Regions from separate parts of the Mus musculus genome. Here regions 1 and 3 are each linked to region 2. The links are chromatin contacts, called in public Hi-C and HiChIP or PLAC-seq maps. All regions are on one chromosome and are shown on one strand. The core of a region is the stretch at or near the end of the contact, and the rest is flanking DNA. Distances in the headings are between cores, read along the strand shown.

What was found. A called contact is a pair of places that touch in the nucleus more often than the background predicts. HiChIP or PLAC-seq counts read pairs in DNA pulled down with a chosen protein or histone mark.
Region 1: a contact with region 2 is called in an H3K4me3 HiChIP or PLAC-seq map of intestinal villus epithelium, with 3 times the contacts expected there. The contact joins the enhancer-like site here to the promoter of Rabgap1l in region 2. A contact is called at or near these places in 5 of 39 promoter capture datasets (3T3-L1-derived adipocytes, embryonic stem cells, frontonasal cranial neural crest and 1 more), 2 of 15 datasets of contacts at CTCF or cohesin (CD8 T cells and the G1E-ER4 cell line), 16 of 484 Hi-C or Micro-C datasets (B cells, the C3H10T1/2 cell line, the G1E-ER4 cell line and 12 more), 11 of 115 datasets of contacts at active chromatin or transcription factors (CD8 T cells, Th2 cells, effector CD8 T cells and 6 more) and 3 of 9 other capture datasets (adipose tissue, liver and pancreatic islet).
Region 3: a Hi-C map of the N1E-115 cell line shows a contact between it and region 2, with 2.7 times the contacts expected there. The contact joins the enhancer-like site here to the promoter of Rabgap1l in region 2. A contact is called at or near these places in 4 of 39 promoter capture datasets (3T3-L1-derived adipocytes, the HPC-7 cell line, epiblast stem cells and 1 more), 1 of 15 datasets of contacts at CTCF or cohesin (CD8 T cells), 5 of 484 Hi-C or Micro-C datasets (the N1E-115 cell line, cerebellum, embryonic stem cells and 2 more), 4 of 115 datasets of contacts at active chromatin or transcription factors (CD8 T cells, Th2 cells, embryonic stem cells and 1 more) and 3 of 9 other capture datasets (adipose tissue, liver and pancreatic islet).

Annotation. Positions count from the first base shown.
Region 1 is chr1:160,854,966-160,859,799 of GRCm38.p6, reverse strand. No RefSeq gene overlaps it. Among named protein-coding and RNA genes, the nearest start is that of Gm24988, 19 kb to the left of the region's middle. Within about 2 kb of position 1,464, at least 10 of the 459 cell types and tissues checked have an H3K27ac peak or open chromatin away from gene starts, as enhancers often do. A contact at or near this core is called in intestinal villus epithelium, where this site is marked.
Region 2 is chr1:160,790,468-160,795,069 of GRCm38.p6, reverse strand. Rabgap1l (RAB GTPase activating protein 1-like) reads left to right here and starts at 2,132. Exons shown (of 21, transcript NM_013862.5): 1 at 2,132-2,334. Gm37083 (a long non-coding RNA gene) reads right to left here and starts at 3,175. Exons shown (of 3, transcript XR_003948752.1): 1 at 2,757-3,175.
Region 3 is chr1:160,878,775-160,883,631 of GRCm38.p6, reverse strand. No RefSeq gene overlaps it. Among named protein-coding and RNA genes, the nearest start is that of Gm24988, 4.9 kb to the right of the region's middle. Within about 2 kb of position 2,756, at least 11 of the 459 cell types and tissues checked have an H3K27ac peak or open chromatin away from gene starts, as enhancers often do. A contact at or near this core is called in the N1E-115 cell line and adipose tissue, where this site is marked.

The DNA of each region.
Region 1 (4,834 bases), core at 215-2,714, 65 kb before region 2:
CAGCTTGTTTCTTGGGATCATTTGCTTGGAAAATTGTTTTCTAACCTTTTACTCTGAGGTAGTCTGTCTTTGTCACTGAGGTACGTTTCCTGTATGTGGCAAAATGCTGGGTCCTGTTTACATATCCACTCTGTTAGTCTATGTCTTTTTATTGGGAAATCAAGTCCATTGATTTAAGAGATATTAAGGAAAAGTGATTGTTACTTCCTGTTATTTTTGTTTTTAGAGGTAGAATTATGTTTGTGTGGCTATCTTATTTTGGGTTTGTTGAAAGATTACTTTCTTGCTTTTTCTAGGGTATAGTTTCCCTCCTTTTATTGGTGTTTTCTATCTGGGCTGGATTTATGGAAAGATACTGTGTAAATTTGGTTTTGTCATGAAATATCTTGTTTTCTCTGTCTATGGTAATTGAGAGTTTTGCTGGGTTTAATAGCCTGGGCTGGCATTTGTGTTCTCTTAGGGTCTGTATGACATCTGTCCAGGCTCTTCTGGCTTTCAAAGTCTCTGGTGAGAAGTCTGGTGTAATTCTGATAGGTCTGCCTTTATATGTTACTTGACCTTTTCCCTTACTGCTTTTTTTCCCCTTACTGCTTTTAATATTCTTACTTTGTTTAGTTCATTTGGTGTTTTGATTATTATATGACCAGAGGAATTTCTTTTCTGGTCCAATCTATTTGGAGTTCTGTAGGCTTCTTGTATGTTCATGGTTCTCTCTCTCTCTCTCTTTAGGTTAGGGAAGTTTTCTTCTATAATTTTGTTGAAGATATTTACTGGCCCTTTGAGTTGTGAATCATCACTCTCTTCTATACCTATTATGCTTAGATTTCATCTCATTTTATCCTGGATTTGCTAGATGTTTGGGTTAGGAGCTTTTTGCTTTCTGCATTTTCTTTGACTGTTGTGTCAATGTTTTCTATGGTGTCTTTTGCACCTGGGATTCTCTCTTCTATCTCTTGTGTTCTTTTGGTGACGCTTGCATCTGTGACTCCTGATCTCTTTCCTAGGTTTTCTATCTCCAGGGTTGTCTCCCTTTGTGATTTCTTTATTGTTTCTATTTCCATTTTTAGATCTTGGATGGTTTTGTTCATTTTCTTCACCTGTTTAATTATGTTTTCCTCTAATTCTTTAAAGGATTTTTGTGTTTCCTCTTTAAGGGCTTCTAGCTGTTTATCTGTGTTCTTCTGTATTTCTTTAAGGGAGTTATTTATGTCCTTCTTAAAGTCCTGTATCACCATCATCAGAAGTGATTTTAAATCTGAATCTTGTTTTCCTGGTATATCCAGGACTTGCTATATTGTGAGAATTGGGTTCTGATGATGCCAAGTAACCTTGGTTCCTGTTGCTTGTGTTCTTGTGCTTGCCTCCTGCCCTTCTATTATCTCTAGTGCTACCTGCCCTGCTATATCTGACTGGAGCCTGACCTTCCTGTGATCCTGGGTGTGTCAGAGCTCCTGGGAGTCAAGTTGCCTCTGGGCTCCTAAGATCCTGGTGTGACCAAGCTCCTGGGATCCCTGTGGACCTGGGCGTGTTAAAGCACCTGGGAGTGGAACTTTTACCGAATGTTGTGGGACTGGCTGTGGAGTTAGCACCCAAGGTCTGCTCAGGACATAGCTCAGACTGGTTGCCCACTGATCGGGCAAAGTTCCTGGGTCCCACTAATCCCAGTTACTTCTCTTGTTGGGGCAGGTGTTGTGTCCTCCTCACCTCTGATCCAGTATATTTCCTTTTCAATGTGAAAAGGGGACATACAAAACATTACCAAGGACCTGGGTGTGGTGTCTCATGCCTATAATTATAGCACTCAGGAAGCCAAGCCAAGAGAATTCCCATAAATTTCAGGCTAGCCTGGCCTACATAATGAGTTCCAGACCAATCTGGGCTATGAAGTGACACCACTATCCCCAAACAACACAAACAGCAGCTGTGGTGGCAAATGACAACAACAAATTAAGAAGGAGCTGGAGAAGACACCCTGGAATTGGTACCACAGATTTTTATGTATCTTTGCCTCAACCAGTATGATACACATGACTGCTGGTGTACACAATCAGCTATCTGGGGATCCTTTTGCTCTCTCTAGGTCAAGACTGTGGATGGGAGAGAAGGCCCTACCTAGGCCCTTGAGTGTTCAAAGTCTATGTGTCAGGATGAAAGAACCAGAGATTTATAGTTCCAAGCCTATTGTTCTATCCCTTAGAAGCTAAAGACTTATAGCCCTAGATACTTAGTTTGGAAGCTTATTACACTGACTTTTAGTAACAAATAGGCCTAGAACTTCTTAACTTTCAGAATTCTCAATTTCCAAGAACAATGCAATAGTTGCAAAAGCAGAGTGGTAGCACTGGTGGCAGGTGATTGTGACTTCTAATATTACAGTGCTCCTATGGGCCTTGCCTGCTGGAGCGCACAGCACCGGGGTCACCAGTATTAGCACTCTTGTGCCTAGGTTATCTCAATTCCCAACTGCAGGCCTTCTGGTGACCAGAGCCCATAGTTGTTCATCTTTAGATCTCACAGCCAGTATTAGGCACTTCTATTCCAGCAGACTGAGTTGCCTATTGACACACCAAAGCTGATGCTGTCCCCAGGTTCTTCCAGCATCCCTCAGTCCCTACTAGGTACAAGTAGGGACTTCTGGTTGGCATCTCCCACTTCCCCCTAAACTTCTCCAGCCCAGGGACTGTACTGAGCCCCCCCTTCTCTGGTCACTATGTAACGGAGCCATTTTGGTTACCTGTTCCCTTTGCTCTTTTAGCCAGTCTTTTGGCCCAGGCATCTCCTCTTGGTCAGGGGATCATCTCTTGCTCTACCTCCCTGTCTCTCTTCACTTGGCCCAGCTCCGCCTGACCATATTCACTCTGGACTCTTCCAGATACCTACCTCTGCCTCTGTCCATACCTGTGGCTCTGCTCTCCCCTCTGGCTACAGTAAACCTTACCATTCTTTGACCTCTCAAGCTATGCTTTTTACTTTTTTTTTTTTATAATTTAGAGATTTATTTTTTATTGCTTTAAAACTATGTATTGCTATATGTGTCTGCACGTGGGCATGTTCACTGAGTTCACATGCCCAAAAGAAGCCAGAAGCAGCAGATCCTTCTAAAGCTGGAGTTTCAGATCGATGTGAATTGCCTAATGTGGATGTTAGGAGCCCAATGCTCTGAAGATGCAAAAAGTGCTCTTAGCTGAGACAGTTCTCCAGATGCAGGCTAAGCTTTTTATTGGGTCTGATATTGCCATACCAGGGGCCAGGATAGGAGAGTATCCTCTGGATTGCTCACAAAGCATCTAGCCAGCCTGCTTAGAGAACCAGAGTGTGTGTGTGTGTGTGTGTGTGTGTGTCAAAGTCATCTGCACCAATCACAACAAAGGAAGACAGTGTAAGCTTCAGCTACAACCCAGTCCCCGACACCAGCCAATCACAACAGTCCCTCCCTCATACCAGTTACGGGCCTTTTGCTGGGCCACCAAGTGAGGTCCTCCAGCTATAGTCTGGGTGAAAAGATCTCAATGGTGAGTGGGGTCATCTAGAATTCATGGTGGCATGTCATGGCACACAGTCTGGTCTAAACAGTTTGAAATAGTTGTGGCCTGCCCAGCCTTGGTGCCTTCTGAAGTTAGAGCTGGCCTTCAAGAGGACGCAGCTCTGACTGTAGTGAAGGCATCTGTCCTGAAGTCGCCTGTGCGGTGTTCAAAGCAGCTGCTGTTGGCATGATCGCGGTCCAGCTGGCTGCTGGACAACAGGGCTTTGTTCAATTCGGCCAGGGAACAAGGAGGATCAGAGATGCTTCTAACAGCTATCATTTAGAAAGCTCGATCACTCAGCTGCCAGTATCTTAGCTTATCTAAAATAGATAGTAAGAGGGCTGTTTACCATAAAAAAAAAAAAAACTTTATCACTAGCATTAAAAGTGTTTTGACAGAATGTAACAGTGTCTAATTCTTGCCCCCATATCACCAGAAGATTAGAAGATTAGAAGATTCCAAAGCCAATCTCCCAGCCTGGCATCAAAAAATCATATGTAAGACTGAATTTTGTTTCTGGGACTCTCTTTTTGTTCTTTTACGTTTATTTAGTTAGCATGTGTGTGTGTGTGTGTGTGTGCATGTGTGTGCACACTCATGTCATAGGTCATAGGACAGCTTGCAGACTTTGTTCTTTTCTTTCTACCATGGTTCTGAGGATCCAACCCAGGCTGTTAGGCTAAGTGTCAAGCGGCTGTGCCCTCTGATCCATCTTGCCAACCCTGGGATTTCTTTTTCTAAAAGTATGAAGTTTCATGGTTTTAATAATATCTCGGAGGAACAGGTATGGTAGGCTATATCTGTAATTTAAGCTCTTGGGAGATAGAGGCAGGAGAATTATGAATTCAATGACAGATTTATCTGGGGCTTAACTAGATACTGAGCTCAAGGCCGATATGGGCTACATGAGATCTTGTATCAAAGGAAACACACACACACACACACCCCAAAACCACCACCATCAACAAACCCCGCATTGTGTACACTTAGCACATTTTGCAACACGTTTTCACACTAACAAACAGGAGAGACACTGGCATCCCTTTCTACTTTTGTTTTTTTGAGATAGGGTCTCACTATGTAGCTCTGGCTGTCCTGAGCTACATACTCATTATGTAGTAGAGGCTGGCCTCAAACTCATAGAGACATGCCTGCCTCTGCCTCCAGAGTGCTAGATTAAAGCTGTGTGGCACCATGCCTGGCTTGGCATTACTTTTTAGATATAGAAAAGGAGATTAACTGATTTTCCACAGTTTTTAATCATTAACAAATGGCAAAGACAAGGAAGAAAGGTTAAAGTTCTCTCAAAG
Region 2 (4,602 bases), core at 883-3,382:
CACACACACACACACACACACACGCACACACACACACACACAAAAGACAAAACAAAAATATAAAAAACCCCTCACATGTTAAATGCATATAAACATGGTTACCCATTAGAGTCATTAGGTGCTTTTATTAGGGCAAGCTGATTTAAATAAAGCACAGAATTTAAACTAATTTTTTAAGTGCAGTGATGAGTTCTCAGACATTACATAAATAACCCAGTCTGGGAAGGGTTCTGGGTAGTAGACAAATCCCTATGAGGACCTTCTAAAATTTTATCAAGTACAGAATCTATTCATGTCATTAAAACAATATCTGTGGGAGAGTCATATGATTCTTCCTTCCATAATATGTATTGAAAAATTCAGACTTGACTGCAAATAATAAAAATCTAAATTCATTTTAAAAATCCTAAGTAACTAAGAAAACATCTTGACTCAGGGAAATGACTAAATCTAGAGGATGACTTCTGGCTTATTTTGAACTCTTTCATAATGTGTCAGCTTCGCCTTCGGGTCAGCTTCCTTCACTGTAGAGGTGGTGGCTTCGTTAACTAAACCCACCCATCTCAGCAGCTAGTGTGAGGAAAAACTCCTTTTCATTCTCCTCCACACACAAGATGTGCCTGGCTGTGTTCAGTGTTTAATATTGTCAGTTTGACAGGATATAGGATTATCTGGGAGACAAGCGTCCAGGCGTGCCTGTGAGGGGTGATCTAGATTAGGTTAACTGAAGTGAGAAGTCCGGCTTTCACGTGAAGTCACACCCTTCTTAGGCCTGGCCTCCTGGTAAACAGGAGAAAGTGAGCTAAGTCCTAGCCTTCATTGTCCCCTTTGTCAAATAACTTCGCTTTGTTTAGAAGATACCTGAAGGCAAATGCTATGTATGGCCTTTTCGTGTGCTGATTTTCTCATAGAGCCTGGCTCAGTATCTACTTCTCGTATATTTACAATGAGACTCTGCAAACGTGGAAGTCAACAGATGATTTGTGTTAATTAGATCCTAACTTTATTAGGTATCAAACTTAAAGCATTGAGTCAGGTTCTGGTTAGGAGGTCTACTCAGGGTACAGAGCTTAACAAAAATACCTTCTGGGAAGGACCTAACACGGAGGGGAAACCCGAATGAGTTGGAACACTTTTGCTATGACACAGCATCTGTAGGCATTAACATTAAGAAAAAGGAGAAAAGAAACTTGGGTTTGAAGGTCCTTTGACAAATGTTACAGGGTAGCTTTTGGATCTGGGTGGACAATAATGACAGACCAATTGAAGTGTTATAAGAAAAGAGAACTTTCAACTCAAGAAGCTACTCTAGAGGTCCAATCTCTGGACACATTCAATTCAAACAGTAATATTTACTGAACGGATACTTTCTATAAGCCAGGTAGGATTCATCATGAAAGGCACAGAAATGGGTGAACAGGTCCCTCTAGAATCTCTAAAATATTTCACAGATTAAGGGTACACATATTTGTGCCATAAACCTGAGAAAAAAAGTTCTTATGAGATTCAAGGAATGTACAGGTCTTTTCTGGCTGCTTGATCTAGAAAGGAAAAAATTCACAGTTCAAAAATTAGTACAATATTTGTGGCAGAAAGTAAATACTTTAGTTTATCTGTCCTCCAAAATCTACTCTCTGAAAGGCTAAAAGGTGAGACCCGGGATGCCTTTACCGTTGGGTTAGCGCTTTCCTATGTAGTCTGAGTCTGGAAGAATCAATGAAGGGGGATGCCTCCAAGCACCTTCAAAGGACAAAGAGTCCCGGTGGAAAAGTTAGTCCTCCGAGGTGACTTACTGGCCTCACGGAATGGAAATATGTAAAACAGGTTTGTTAAGAAAGAATCTCCCCAAAAGGGACTTAGAACTCAGTCAGTGCTGGGGATGATTGCCAGGCACCAGCACGCGTGCTGGAGGAGGTCCTCGCGTGCCTCCGCTCTCCTAGCTCGCCCTCTGCCCTCTGCTCAGGTTTGTACTCCGCGCTTTCAGGGTTGGGGGGGCCAAGCCGAGTCAAGCGAGCCTGTGGACGCGCGCGCGCGCCGCCGACTTAGGCAGAGAAGGCACCTCCGCCCTCGGGAGCGCGCACGCCGCGCCGAGGGGCCGGGCGCGCGCGCTCCCGCCGACCGCCTCCTCCTCAGTCCGCCCCCTCCCTCGCCTCTTCCTGCCGTGCGGTCCTCTCCCCTCCCCAGCCCGCTCCCTCCGCCCCGTTCCCTCCGCCCTCCCTGGGCTTCGGCCGCGGCGGAGTGAACGGGACGGGCCCGGCCGCAGAGCTCTGGGCGGCGGGTGGGACTCGGGCGTCTGACAGAGTTGTTGTTCCGGCACGGCCGCGGAGACGTGAGGTGAGGTGAAAGCGGCCTTCGAGGGGGGCTCGAGGGCGGCCTGACGGCTGGGAGCCGCGCTCCGGGGGGTTTTGAGGTGGACCCGGCTGGTTCAGAGAGGGTCGGGGTGCGAGGCCCGGCCCGGGACCGGGATGCTGGAGCGGGGCGGAAGGCATCCGGCGGGCTCAGCACCGTCGGCCGCCTCCGGGACACCCGGGTTCTCCGTGTGGCTGGCTCGTCGCGGTGGGGCGGCCGGGCGGGAGGCGGGGTTGGCGCCCCTCACCTGGGGCCGGGTGGTGGCTTGGGCGGCCGCCGCCTCCAAGTGTGCCCTCCTGACATTGCCGCCGCCCCCGCCGGCGGTGGCCGGGATGTGGCTGCTGCTGGGCTCGCAGTCCCAGCAACCCCGAGTCCGGGGGGGCGTGTGGACAGGTTTATTTTCTTACCCACTTGAAAGCGTCGGTTGGATCCCGTGTCCTTCCCTCGCTCTTCCCTTTCCTCCGCCCCGCGCACTTTGCTCCGTTCCTGCTGGCGATGCTTGTGGTTTTGCTGTCTGGGATAGGCTGTTTTTTGGGCAGATCTCTACCTGCCAGGAATGCCCCGCTTCAAAGTTGACCGCGTGGGCCCCGACAGACACTCATCCACACCCACGCGCATGTTGTCCTCCGTGTCCTGATAACTGAGTCAAAGTTTCTGAGACCGAGCTGGTACTTTGCTCGGATCGCCAACGGTGCAGGGCTGGGCAGTGCGTCAGCATGTGGAAAGGGGCCACTGGCCATTGGGGAGGTGGCCAGGAGCAAGGAAGGCTGAACTGAGAAGTTCATTTGTGGTCTCAAGACAGTTTCGTTCAGGTGCTTATATATTCTTTTTGGACTTCTCAGAGTTGGTTATATCAGAAAAAGACTCGAATTTAGGCGATCGTTTTTTCAGAACCGATGGTATGCAAATTAAATGAACCGCTAACCTTTAATGGTAAGGGCTTGCTTGACCTGCTTAGTGCTGTTTGGAAACAGATGTCAAAGCATGCATTTTTTTTTCCAATGGACAGTTTAGATGATTTTAATGCATCTAAATTTTCTTGTGTATGAGAAGAGGTAGATAGTTGACTGTCACAATTCAGAGAACACAATTTCCTGAAAACCTTAAGACTTTTCTTGTAGTAGTGTTTACATTTGGCAGCCGCTGCACTTCTGTAGAATGTCCAGTAATCGTGATCAGGAGGTACAGACATGAAGTTTGTAGTCAAATTGGAAGTGGATTCTATTCGTGGAAAATACTAGTTTACAAGCTGCCTGGAAAGGGAAATTGGCCTGTGATTCATTGTCTTAGTTGTGTTCTCTATATGAAACTGACACTGAGGTTGAAAGGAGAAAGGCTAGATGAATTTAATATAGTATATGTTACTACAAAATGTACTTCTTGGGAAGCTAGCTAAGACTTTGAGTTAGATTGATGACCATATTAAATTAGTTCAAGATGTACTCTTAATATACTAAACCACCTGGGGAGAAATAGATGTGATTGTTCAGGGCTTATCTGTGAGCATGTTGGAAAGCTTAATTTGTGCTCTGGGAAGCTGCAAATAAGGTAGGAAGCTCCAATATTATTGAGGAAAATAGCAAATATACAAACAAGTGCAAAAGGTATGGCTGTAGACCTATGGCAGTTTTCTTTCTTTCCTTCTTTTTAAAACATTGGATGGGAAGTTCTGTATATTATGTTTGTGTTGTTCTGAGAATTTTTGCTTGTTTGATCATTCCCTCATGATTTATATCATTAGGGTGTTCTAAAAAATATTTGAAAAGTTGTATTATTTTTGTTGGGGTATTTATTTATTTTTTAAAGATTTATTTGATTTTATGTGTTTTATCTCCACACAAGTCTGTGCACCCCCTCTGTGCCTGGTGCCAGAGGAGACCAGAAGAGGGCATCAGATACCCTGGAACTGGAGTTACAGACAGTTGTTAGCAGCCATGTATGTCCTAGAATTAAAACCAGGTCCTCTGAAGGAACATCTAGTGCTCTTAAACCACTGAGCTGTCTTTGCCTTATTTACTTATTTTTTGAGACAGAGTCTTATATGGTAGCTCTGACTGACCTGAACTTACTATATAGCCCACACTGACCTTAAACTTATAGCAGGCCTTCTGCCTCAGCCTTCTAAATACATATTAGGATTATGGACATGAACCAAGCCCAACTATATTTGTCATTGACTTACAAAGTATTATTAAGCAAGTGAAACAAGAGTTTTCATTTCTGTCAGCTCATTAGTTCTGAATTTGTGACTTT
Region 3 (4,857 bases), core at 1,507-4,006, 88 kb before region 2:
TTATATTCAAGGGCAAGAGGGTCTCACCTCTCCCACCCCATCCTCAGCACAGCAAGCAAGAAAGGAAGTCACTGGCCTCAGCTGTGTCCTGTGTCCATCTGGATAGCTAGAGAAATGGGGACCTTATTAGTAATTGCACCAAGACCCCAGAAAAGCAAATGGACCAAAACAGATAAATCTATGGTTTTTGTCATGTGGGATAGTGTCTTTTAAAAACCATGAACTCCCCATACGTTGTTCTTATGTAAAATGCATTAAAAATTTATCTCTAGAAAGTTCTACAAAACAATAATAGAAATATCAATAGTAGCTAATCTTTTTTTCTTTTCTTGGTATTGAGGATTGAATCTAGAACCTGGTACATGTTAGGCAATTGCTTCACTACTGAACTATATCCCCACTCCGAAGCCTGTTTTTCTCACTTTTTGTTTTGAGACAGGGTCTTACTAGATTGTCCACAGCAGCCTTGAATCTGTTCTGTAGCCCAGGCATCATTGCACTGTTTAAGGCTTGGGTCTCAGCCTCCCACATGGCTGAGATTACAAGTCTACTCCACTGTTGTTTGCACCGCTCTTCATTGAGTGGTTACTATGTATCACATTGTACTGGCTAGTTTTGTGTCAACCTGACACAGCGGGAGTTATCACAGAGAAAGGAGCTTCAGTTGGGGAAATGCCTCCACAAGATCCAGCTGTAAGGCATTTTCTCAATTAGTGATCAAGGGGGAAAGGCCCCTTGTGGGTGGGACCATCTCTGGGCTGGTAGTCTTGTTTCTATAAGAGAGCAGACTGAGTAAGCCAGGGGAAGCAAGCCAGTAAAGAACATCCCTTTATGGCCTCTGCATCAGCTCCTGCTTCTTGACCTGTTTGAGTTCCAGTCCTGACTTCCTTTGGTGATGAATAGCAATGTGGAAATGTAAGCTGAATAAACCCTTTCCTCCCCAACTTGCTTCTTGGTCATGATGTTTGTCCAGGAATAGAAACCCTAAGACACACATATAGTACTTTTTTTGTTTGTTTTTCAAGACAGTTTCTCAGTGTAGTCCTGGCTGTCCTGGAACTTGTTCTGTAGATGAGGCTGGCCTCGAATTCCTTGAAATCCGCCTGCCCCTGTCTCCCAAGTGCTGGGATTAAAGGTGTGCACCATCACTACCTGGCCATATATACTTCTCAATATACTAATGCTCTTAAATTTTTTTAATTTTTTTTAAAGATTTGTTTTTATTTTATATGTATGAGTTTTTGCCTGCATGTGTGTATGTATACCAGGCATACCTTGGGGCTCCAGTGGCTAGAAGACAATTTCAACTCCCCCTGGAGTTGGAAATTAGTTGCAGCCAGTGTTCTCCAGCCCTCAATCTGAATTTCACAACAGCAGCATAAATGGGGAACATAATTGTCTTAGTTTGTTTTTCTATGGCTGTGGTAAAACTCTATGGCCAAAAGCAGCTCGGGGAGAAAAGGGCTTATTTGGCTCACACTTGTAGGTCCCAGGCGGTCACTGAGGGAAGTCACAGCTGGAGCTTAGGCAGGAACTGAAGCAGAACCTATCATGCTGGCTCGCTCTCAGGTTCACTCAGATAGCTTTTCTTTTCTTTTGAAACATAGGTTTACTAATTCTTTGAGAATTTTATATATTTTGATCATATTTACCTCAATTCTTCTTCTTAACTTTTCTCAGACCCACCTTACCTCCCTATCTTAACTCCAGCTTCATGTATTATTATTATTGTTGTTGTTATTATTGTTGTTGTTATTGGTGTGTTTATAAAAAGATAAAGGGGGGATATATTCTATGGAGGTGTAGTCAGGTATGGGGGAAGGAGGTGCCTCGGTGGGCCCATGCTGAGGCATCCCTTCCCCCTGAGGGACCAGTCACATGATGGTATAGTATAGAATAGAGTTTGTTAAAGGCACGAGAGGGAAGTTAAGAGGGTAGTAGAGACAGAGAAAGGCAGAGAGAGAGAGAGTGTGTGTAGAGGGGAAGAGGCCTGCCATGAGCATGTGGAGAGAGAGAGAGGGAGGAAGAGAAAGCAAGAGAGAGCAAGGGGAGCAAGCAGTTCCTTTTATAGTGGCTCAGGCCTATCTGGCTGTTGCCAGGTAACTGTGGGGCAGAGCATACCTGACTGTTGCCAGGTAACTGTGGGGTGGAGCTTAGACAGAATGCTAACAATTACTTCATAACTCATCTGCTTCAATGTGTTCTGCCCATATATACTTCTTGGTATTGGGCTATCCACTGCAGTGTGGTTGACTTACCAGGTGCTATCGTCTTAAAAAACAAACAAACAAACCCCAAAACTTTGACTTCCCAGTCCCCAGAAGCCATAAACTGTCCATAGTTTCTTCCTTCTGGATGGCGGCTTATAAACTCCTTCACACTTTGTGCTGGTATTTAATTGTGCAGGTCATAATCGGGCAACTTTAGCTGTGACTTGGTGAAGGTGGGAGACAGTTTTGCTCTGAGCCTCTCTTAAACTGTGGCTCTTACATCCTTCTCCAGACGGTCCCTGAGCCTTGGGGAGGGGTCACGATACCGATTTGTGGCTGGACACTCCACACTCACTAATCCTCTGCTCTTTGACTAGTTGTAAGACTAGTTGTTCACTGCACAAAGAAACTCGTCAGATGAGATCTGAGAGCTGCATTAATCCTGGTTCAGAACTGTCCACCCCCTCCTGTGCACAGAAATGGATGGAGCAGCTGGGAGATGTGGAACTTCCTGAGTGCCTACGGGCAAGAGCCACCTCCAGGCCTCACCCTGGTCGGCAACATCTAGCTTTCTTTTATAGCTCGGGCCCACTTGTCTAGGGATGGTGCCACCCACAGTGGGCTGGGCCTTCCCACATCAAATCATCTATCAAAACAATCTCTCGGTGATAGAGAGTTGGCTCAGAGGCTAACAAGATAGGTCGTTCTTCCAGAAGACCCAGGATTTATTAGCAACATCCAAATGGCAGCCCACAACCATTTGTAACTCTAGTTCCAGGATATCCAATATTTCCTCTGGCTTCCATAGGCACTGCACATTCATATGGTTAGATATACATGCAGACAAAACACCCATGCATATAAAATAGGTTTTTTTCAAATGTTCTTTAGAACAAGCAAACAAAAGGTCTCCCACAACTAGGCCACAGGCCAAGTTGATGAGAGCCAGTCTTCAACTGAGAGGTTTCCTCTTGCCTGCCAGGTGCCTCTGGCTTGTGTCAAGTTGACAAAACCGAGCCAGCACCATTATTATCATCAGATTAAAAGCCAGGAGGTCAAGCTGGGCGTGGTGGTGCACTCCTTTAATCCCAGCAGAGGCAGGCAGATTTCTGAGTTTGAGGCCAGCCTGGTCTACAAAGTGTGTTCCAGGACAGTCAGGGCTACACAGAGAAACCCTGTCTCAAAAAGCCAAAAAAAAAAAAAAGCCAGGAGGTCGAGGAAATAGGCGTTACTCTCCCAGAGGTCATGCGTTAAAAAAAAGTGGCAGAACTAGTAAGCAAGTATTGGTAATAACGTTCAGAATCTGGACTCTCCTGGTGGCTGAAGTATAGGAGCAAAAACACTTAATGTTGCTGGATATGTAAAAATAAGTAAATAAATAAATAAATAGCACACTTAATGGAGATTTTGAAACTAAGCCAATAGATCAATTTGATTTTGTATATTCAGAAGATGTTGGTCAGAGTGCATTTGACAAACACCCATCGGTGTTCCAAATCACCCAGAGAATGCATTAGACGTGATTTTTTTCAACTCAGTACCTTAGGGGAGTGTTCACCAAAAGCATTCTTGGGTATTAATCAAGAGTTCACAGCCAGGGGTGGGGAAGAGGCAGTGGTGATGCATGCCTTTAATCTCAGCACTTGGGAGGTAAAATCAAGTGTATCTCTGAATTCTTGGCTAGCTTGGTATACAGAGTGAGTGAGTTCCAGGACAGCCAGGGCTACACAAAGAAACCCTGTCTTGGGGATGGGAGGAAGAGCTCAATTGTAAAATAAATAATTTTATAAAGATTCAGAAACTCTCCTTTAAAATGTAGAGCTGAGAAGTTCATAAGGATGTTGTGATGTATTTCTGAAGGTTCAGTGGGCACCTCTGGGTGCTTCTCTCTTCTCTGGGGTTTGTGGCATTCATCCTGTGGTCTTCATAATTGCATTCCACCTGCCTAAGCATCCCCTTGCAAGACTAGCTGAAGGACATCACCCTAATCTTCTCTAGTTGTCTTTAGTTACTCAGAAAGAAAGCTCAGAGAACTCTTTCTTTTAAGAAATTACTTTTAGTTCACAGGAACACAATGATGAGTAACAAATCTTCACCAAATTTTAACAAGTTCAGCAAAGCTATCCCAAGGTCAGCAAAGCTATCCCATAGGCTGGGATTGAGGTAGTTTTATTATCGTAATCTTTTTTGGAGCTTGCTTTTTACACAACTGGTATGAATCAAGTCACTTTATGTATACTAGCTCCTTAGGCTACCGTTTCACATGAGAAACAGATACAGAAGGTTTGACTACTGGCTCAGTGTGGTTGCTAAAGTTTATATCTTAATAGCACTCCCAGAGGCCCATGCTTTCAGAAGGTACTAATGAGATCTTGTGCAAACGAAAGGGTCGAAAGCCTTCAGGTCACCTTTAGAATGCCCTGGAAAGGAACTGTTAGAGTGGAGTCCCCTTCCCTTTCTCCCCCTTTGCTCCCTTTCATGTGATGACATGCATACTTCTGATTTGGTGTGCATTCTAGCCATATGTGGCTGCCTTGCCACAGGCCCTCAAAACAGTAGGACCAACCAGTCATGAACTGAAACATCTACAAATGGATCCAGAAGCATTTTTTTTCACTTCCTAAGTTGCTTATCTCTGACACTTGCT